2 separate regions of the Drosophila melanogaster genome follow, and region 2 is linked to region 1. A link is a contact called in public targeted proximity ligation data. All regions are on one chromosome and are shown on one strand. The core of a region is the stretch at or near the end of the contact, and the rest is flanking DNA. Distances in the headings are between cores, read along the strand shown.

Region 1 (4,174 bases), core at 561-3,060:
TTTTTTTTGGTTTTTTTATGCGCACTTAATATATAAAATGAATATTGAATAATACTGAATGAAGCCAGATACTCACACTGAAATCCGAACGGGCAGAGCCAGGGGTAGTGCTCGAGATCGTCGGGAATCGGTGTAGGACCTGGAACGAGAACGCCCATGAGAACGACCACGCGAGTGACCACGGGAGCGACCGCGAGACCGGGAACGATCCCGCTTGCGGTCATCTCGCGTGTGTCTTCTCCGCGGCATGTGCCCCTCCTTCTCCGCCAGGATCAGCTCGCAGTCACTGTGGTCGGAACTGGAACTGGAAGATGAGCTAGTGTGATGACTATGACTATGATGTTTGCGTCCTCTGTGTCGTCGTTTACCTCCATCGGAGCTGCGGTGCTTGGACTTGGTCTCCTTGATGGAGAGTTGAGATTCCTGCTGCTGCTGCTTCTGGATCTGTTTCATCACATCGTTCAGCATTTTCTGGGCCATGTTGGCCTTTCGAATGAGACGCTCCATCGACGGCAAGGCCATGTCCTCGACTTCCACGGGCGTGGCATTTGGCAATTGGCCGCGGCATCCTTGACATGCATCCGGCCCTGCATTTGCCGCAGTTTGCTCACGTGCCACGTTATCGGATTGCGACATTTTTGCACTAGTTTACAACTGACCCGATAAGAAATTCACTCAACACTTTAATTACTGATTAACTACTGTTTCTCTGAACTGGATATAACTGCTGCGGAATCTGTTGCTTATGTTTCGACTGCTTCACTTGAACACTTGAATTTGACTGGCTTCTGCGGCATTCGGTCGATGAGCTTTTATAGGCAACTTTGGCGCCAAGCTAATCGCGACTTTCGGACTGTAAACATTTGCCTTTCTTTATCAGTCACATACTCATACAAACCACACGATAAATGTGACGTCATCTGAGCTATTTTTAACCAAATCGCATTCATGGGTTTTTGGGAAATTACTTCCATTGATCACGTGTTTTTAATGTTACATAATTTCATTGCCGAACGTAACCTCAAACATATTTCATATTTTTGCGAAATTCTTCTTACTTTTGTATTTCTGCATATTATATGCATTATAAATATTCTGCGTATTTTTATAAGCATACCTTTTATTATTTTTTACGATTTTGTGAAATATGACATTATTTTGATATAATTTTAATTTTGAATTTCGTCCAAGTGTGTAATTTTAAAACAATTATTTTATCGTTTTAAATCATCGAAAATTTTAAGAATATAAAGTATTAAGAAATTTACACAATTTTTTGAAAATGTTTTGGGATCTTAATAATTGCATAAATCAGGTTTAGCACATTATTTTAGAAATACTAAACGGTTAAATATTTTACAGAACTGCTATTTAATTTTAAGGTATAAGACTACGTATAAGACATTACCGCTTGAGACTAGTATTTTTATTGTGGTATTTTCATGATTGCTTTTGAATTGTGCCCGCCAAAATATGCAGTCTTAACCACAAGCGGTTAAAATCATTCCTTACGTTTACTTATATTTAAAAATCGACAAAAGGTATAATAATTCAAAACTATTAAAAAATTTTAAATAAAACTAAACGAGTCTAAGTTTTCTTAATCAAAATAGCTGTTAATATGGATAAGATATATTTGGCGCATCCAATAGATACATTTAACCGCTGAAGAGAATTAACAGTGTGATACGCCAGACTGTTAACAGACTGTTAAAACGCGATTTCCCGGCTTTGGTATTTTTACATTACCATCATTTGGTTTCTCTGATATTTTAAAAATCTATATAAGCAGCTCGCAACGCATTCTCTCTGTAATTTTTCGGGAGAGCGCAGCAGCGCGCGCTGTTTTTTCGGTTACCATTAAAAAATATTATTAAAGAAACATCGTTATAACTTTAATGCCAACGGAGTTGCGGCAATTGAAACTGATTTTTTAAGCAAACGAACAATAAATTCGACGTGGAGTGTGCTTCTGCTCGCCTACATGAAGTAATAGCGATGTATATTATGATTTAGTAAATATAAATCGATTTAATTAATATTTAAACTTGTTGTTTTCCGCGAGTGGGCGCGTTTTGTTACCAAGCCGCTATACGATTTTCGTTTTTCCGACTTTCCTGCGCGCCGAACGGGTTTTTCAACGAAGCCTTGCTGTCTTTTTCCTCGTAAGCAGCAAAAACAAGGCTGAAAAACTAAATTAAAGCGACTCGCTTCAGCTGCAGATTAATCGATGTGCGGCTATAGACTTTTAATTCGCAGATTCATCATCGATTTTTCCTTTGGGCTCAGCTGCAGTGCGCTAGTGTACGTGTATGTGCGTGTGTGTGAGTTGGTCCTGACAATACAAATAAGCCGTTGTGTTAGGTAAACGGAACAACAAAAGGAAGTGAACCAGAGAGAGAAAGAGAGAGAGGAAACGGCAGGACGATACCGAGTCCTTGAGCGATCATTCATGCTCTTCTTCTTCTCCAGCTGCAGCTGTCACGAAATTTCGCGCGTGCACGTGTATGTGTGTGTGTGGGAGACAGGGAGAACGCCGAAGTTAGTAATTTCTCTCCACTTCTCAGTGTTTGTGCATTCAATTTGCACAAAATTGAAGCGACGCGCTAAATTCGCAAATTTCCGTCCGCGAATTGCCATCCATTATTTTGCACTCCCCCCCAAGAGAGCGAGAGCAATAATAGAATTATCAGGCAAAGCAAAAAAAAAAATCAAAACTCAAGCGAAAAGAGAATGCCCTGGGAGGCCGTAATACCAATACCGCGACCCTCTGACATTTCCATCGTCGCCCACCAAAGGAACAACAACTGAGCGACAAAGACAGCAACAATCCGACAAACAAACAAACAAAACAGCAAACGAGCGAATCAACGAACGAAACTCCAGCAGCAGCCTCAACCTCCTCAACCGCTGGCACAGTTTTCCTCCTTCAACTCCAGCTCCGTGGGTGAGTAGCTACAGTGGAACGCCACTAAGTAGAACATTCTGCGAGTTCTAAGTTAAATTGCAGAGAATATCGCTTTGAGCACAAACTGATTAGAAATTGCCTTCACTTGGTCTTAGAAAGTTTACTAATACCAACTGATACATCGTTTTTTTGTTTGTTAATGTCAGTTTTAAATTGAAATCGATTAACAAATCTTAATGTCCTTTTTATATTTTTTTATAATGGATGTGGGATATGGGGGAAAGGCAAATGGCTCTTACGTGTAAAATTTTATAGTTTTTCCATAGCATTTAAGTACAATTAATTTTCTTTACGAAGAAAATGAAAGTTTTGCTTATGTAACAAGCCAAATTTAAGCAAATATTTTGTTTTTTGTATCAGGATAAAAGTTAAGCTTACCCAATCTCCACTGTAACTCATTGGCGGGTAGAAAGTGGTTATCGAATATGAGCTGCGTCTTATGTTGAAGCCACATCGTCGTGTGGGCGAGAGGGTGGTTGTGGTGGGTCAGAGGTGTGTTGGCGTCGTGCGGCTTTGGTTTTTAGCTGAAATTAAAAAGGTCAGGACCGCCGGACTGAGGGGCTTCCGGATTTTGTATCCTAGCCACGTAGTCCGCTTCATTATGCAGCGTTAACTTTGTATGTAAAAGCGTATATACGTATGTACATATGTACATACATATATGGATGTGGCAAGCGGTGAATATAATTTCAGTTGCATGACTTCGGCGATAATCGATTTTGAAGCGACGAAGCAATCAGGAAGAGTGCAATTTAATGTCAGTCCGTCACTCAGTCAGTCAAACAGTCACAACTTGACACACTGCAAAAAGTTATGCTGCAAAATGGAGGTCAGCATGACGTTTTTGCATTAAAGATACAAAGGGAAATGTAGCAAAAACCAAACTTTTTGCTTAAAAAGTTTGGTAATACTTAATGTTTGCATGGATTTAGGCAAGCAATTGCGTTTTAAGTTTACTTAGAAAAGTATATACATTTGTCAAGTAAATAGTATCAATGTGCTCAATCGATTCCCATTTCCTTGAATTAATAATTGGTATATGCTACCATTTTTCCGGCCTGCTTAAATGGCGTTTACCATATTCATAAGCGCCCCGGTTGATGGAGCAGCGGACATGTTAGCCGTTACTCCATAATGCGACAACTTGGCGACTTGAAGTGGGGGATGTCGTAATGGAGAGTGAGCTGAGGAAATCGCTAATTAAGC
Region 2 (4,174 bases), core at 564-3,063, 81 kb before region 1:
CGCAAGTTCGAGCGTGCTCGTGGTCGTCGCTCCAGCTGCGGCTACAAGAAGTAAGCGACTGGCTGACTGGACTGGATTCGGCATCCTTTTGGTTAAGATAATGATTTTTCTCGCCATCGCACGGCAATAAAAGAGTTTTATTCCAAAAGGTGAAAAAGAAAGTCCTTAATCTGTGCGGTAATCGGTTGTACTAGTGAAGGTGTGTGCTCCAGTAGTTAATAATCGGCTGATCGTGCGGCTGCACGCCAAGCACCTTCTTAAGTTTGCCCTGCACGCTGGTGGATTTGGCATGGTTGAGGCAGGTCACTTTGCTGTAGATGGAATTCAATTGAGTTCGGATCTGTGCAGCAAAATAGGACGGCTACTCACTTTTTCCACTCTTCGATGAGCACCTTGGTCTGCTTGTTCAGCACGAGTTCTGTGAAGTTTTTCTCCTCCACCGCCTTTAAAAGTTTCACCATAAGATCTGGCACTAAAGTGGGAGAATCAATAGAATCAATATCAATATCCCCGACTCGTTTTTATCAGTGAAAGCGGGAACGGATTGGATGTGAAGCTTACATTTTCGTGGCAGCTCTCCTGGCCATTTGACCGACACCTCGTGTCCGTTGACGTGTTTGTCCAGAAAATCGATCCGATAAACGGAGCTACTGGCCATTGGCACGGCTATGTCATTGGACACGGATATGATTTTGTACTCGGAGCTGATGGAGTGTTGATGTTGGGCATCGATTCGCATTAGATTGTGCATGGGCTCGGGCAGGAGTTTCTTCAGGCAGACCATGAAACGGAAGGTCTTTCTGGGATCACCTCTGACCACAATCTTCACCCCAGTCAAGGCACAATAGCAGACCGTGGCAAACTCCTCCTTGCGGACGACACTCTTGAGATGGCGCAACGAGAAGAACTCCTCCAGATCGGGATCGTCGATGCTCTCTATCATTGGCAGTGTGGAACTGTTGTAGGTGAGTCGCTGTGCGGGAGGACGGCCACTACTTTGTGGCGGTAGCCACGGTAGGTTGCCGAAGGTCACGTGCTCGGTGAGGAAGCGGGATCCGGCTAGCAGGAGCCACGAGAAGTGTGAGTGCAACTGGGCGAAGATGTGCTCCTCGCCTGTTAGCTCCAGCAAGGCACGGGAAGTGGGCATCAGGAACTGAGCGCCGGACAGACGCCTCTGTCGCTCTGAGTACGTCTGCTCCTCCGTCTCCTTGGTCTTTTTGGCAGCTGCCTGCAGCTCCGACGACACCTTCTTCAGGTGCTCCGCCAGAAAGGGCTTGATGTTAAGCAGGAAATACTTGTCCTTCATCAGCACAATGATGGAGAACAGCTGCGAGTAGCCGCGGGCCTGCAGGTCGCTCACTCGGAAGGTGTGACTCAGGATGTGACCCCTGGACGAATCGCCAAAGAACACGAACTCGCCATCCTTGCTGGCATCCGTACCATTGCTCAGACTGAGCACCGCCGCCTGCTTGACCAGACTGGCCACCTCCGGCAGCACCGCCACCTTGGTGCTGACGAATGTGGCCCCGCTTTCCGTGTCCCTGCTGTAGATCGCATTGTTATTCTTGCCCATGGAGTAATTGCAGGCGGAGCAGGTCTTTTGCGTCTGCTGTTCCAGTGACAGGTCCTCCAGCTTGGTGTCCCTCAGTGTCTGGGTGCAGAAGATGGCGCAGGGACCGTGCGCCTCGCAAAAGTGGCACAGCGCTATCACGGCGTTCATCGCTGCTCTACAGTTTCCTTTATATCCTTGGTTATGTTATTGTTTATTTTGTTAGTTAATAATACTAGAGTGACCAGTTGCGTACATTCACTGAAATACCAGAAATGGCGGTAAGAACATAGAAAACATTGCAGGGATTTCTTAAGCGATATTTTAAATTTTGCGGGAATATACATTTTATTCTTGTTTTGTATATGTAAAATATAAATACTAAACTATAAATCAATGTGCTATGACGACATAATATTAAATAAATACACATGACAATAAATTCCTTATGTTAATAGAAGTTCAAATTAAGAAAGAATTTTTGAATTGTGTTTTTAAGATATGTAGAAATGTATCTGTAATTATTTACCCAATTAATTATGCAGAACGAAAATGTAAAGCAGATCTGGATGTCTTTATAACCCAATTTGGATGCTAATTGCTTGAGTCCATAATGCTTTAATTTTCAGCATCACAAATGGGTATCGATTCCAGTGAGTTTCATTCTCGAAAGTTATTGTGCCACCTACAGACGTTTTTCCACACAATGCAACTGGTTTCTTGGATATATTTATTGGCCTGTTCATTACCTGTGGTTAGGAGTGCGTATATGTTAGTAGCTGCTCCAGTTGGCCAAAATATTACGGAGTATATGCATGCGCGCCAGAAGAGGCATCAGTTGATCTACCGGAATGGAGGAACCATCCGTTTGGTAGTGGGTCCCGTGCTGTCCACTCAGCTCGAGGATCCCGTGGTCTGGCGCAGTTTGGTCTACTACTATGTGCTGCATTTCGGGGCATTTACCCTGCCATCGGCACCACTATATCCCTGGGACAAATGGGAGACGATATATGCGCGTTCGTTGCAGGAGAAGATCAGGAGCTTGGATGAGACGCACGAGGACGACACTCGCCTGTTCGTATATGCCGCCTTGGAGAACTATATGGACCAAGTGAGTGGATCTCCTGGTCGAGGTCGTCACTGTTTGCTGCGAGGGATCTGTGAAAATGCGCAGGTGCATCACCATGTGGGCATCATGGCGGAGCTACTAGTCGTTCTACTCACGTAAGTTGCAGTTTTAGAATGCTATTACTTGAATGGAAGAATTATAAATCTATATAAACTTAATAGACCTGGTAAAACGCGCTTGGATGTGGCCTACAAGGAGGCTTTAGCAGCTGGCCAGGCTGGAATCGATTGCCTAGCTCGCTATTCGGATTGTCCAAGGGGTGAAAGTGTGCTGGATGCATATGCTCTGGATGTGGAGTATTGAAAAGGGTTTTTTTTTAAACTGATGTTACGACTTGAATAAATCAAGTTAATTCAATGATTACCACTGATAGTGCTTTTCAGTAAGATCAACTGGAATCACTGTCAACTTTCGAGTATATCTGCTCACATGAACAATCTAGTTACTCCGTTGAATTTTTAACACTAATTGCAAGTGATTTGCGCCCTTGTCGTCGCCACGCCCCCTTTAACTCCACCGACTGGAGGATGTCGCCTTTGGTAAACCAGAAACACGAGTGCATCCATGCCAACATCCTACCCCAGAATCTAGGCGAAAAATGCGTTAACATTAATGGCTTGTGGCTGGTGCAAGTTGGGCTTGGAAAGCGGTGCAGCGAAAGCCAACACACGACCGCCATTTTGTCAACAATGGCGTCAATTAAATGGAAAATGCGGCACCACCAACAGCCGCCGCGCGGCAAGAACGCCGGCAGCAGCAACGAAAGACAATAAATGCGTCTTAAGTGGCACATTAGGCTCGCAGACGGTGCCAAGCGGATGGAATGGGCTTTCCAACAGGGTGCAGCAGATACTATTTTAGTCAGAGATTTCCCTAGAATAACTAACTAATTTTGAATCGTTGAATTCAAAGAAATAAATAAAAGTATATTAAGTTATATTTTTACTTTGTCTACTTCGATAGTATGTTAAATATTACTTTTTTATTCCTATCACATAAAAATATAATTTCCATTCTAGTATAAATATATATAAAAATATAAATTTAGCTTCAAATATATTTTAATGAATGTTCTCTATTGTGACGAATGAAATGATATAAATATTTGTATATATAGGTGGAATAAAGTAAATCTGTGAATCGTATTTGTACATTATAAATTCATATCTTCGTTTATTTTATTTGTCTTATCAATTATTAATTTTACTATTATTCATTTATGCACCCTGTTCAGAATCCTCAGCTGCGCCTCGTGTGCACAGCTAATTCAAATGCGATTATGACAACGCGAACAACGAAGGAGCTAAGCGGCGTAGAAGGCGAGGGGAGTGCGGTGAAAGCGGAGAAAGTGGGGCGAAGGAACCTGCCAGAGTGCAGTTGGCGCAGCAAAGAAGTGGGGGGGGAGGAAGGTAGGGGAAGGGGGCGGTGGCTTGGGGGGAATGCCTGCACAACTTTGCGGTGTTTGAACTTGTGATGGTGCAGTGGAATAGGTAACT

Evidence for each region.
Region 2: a targeted proximity ligation map of the Kc167 cell line shows a contact between it and region 1, with 5 times the contacts expected there. A contact is called at or near these places in 66 of 107 Hi-C or Micro-C datasets (the Clone 8 cell line, the D17-c3 cell line, the Kc167 cell line and 20 more) and 6 of 7 datasets of targeted methods (the Kc167 cell line and the S2 cell line).

What each region holds. Positions count from the first base shown.
Region 1 is chr3L:7,154,709-7,158,882 of dm6, reverse strand. It overlaps corn (cornetto), which reads left to right and starts at 1,810. Exons shown (of 8, transcript NM_168193.3): 1 at 1,810-2,947. CG8620 reads right to left here and starts at 784. Exons shown (of 2, transcript NM_144196.2): 1 at 369-784; 2 at 9-304. The coding sequence starts at 636. The coding sequence ends at 273.
Region 2 is chr3L:7,236,181-7,240,354 of dm6, reverse strand. BHD (Birt-Hogg-Dube) reads right to left here and starts at 1,813. Exons shown (of 3, transcript NM_139833.2): 1 at 562-1,813; 2 at 370-472; 3 at 110-311. The coding sequence starts at 1,720. The coding sequence ends at 191. CG14829 reads left to right here and starts at 2,233. Exons shown (of 2, transcript NM_139832.3): 1 at 2,233-2,773; 2 at 2,840-3,555. The coding sequence starts at 2,256. The coding sequence ends at 2,981. RpL18 (Ribosomal protein L18) reads left to right here. Exons shown (of 4, transcript NM_139834.3): 4 at 1-152. The coding sequence ends at 54.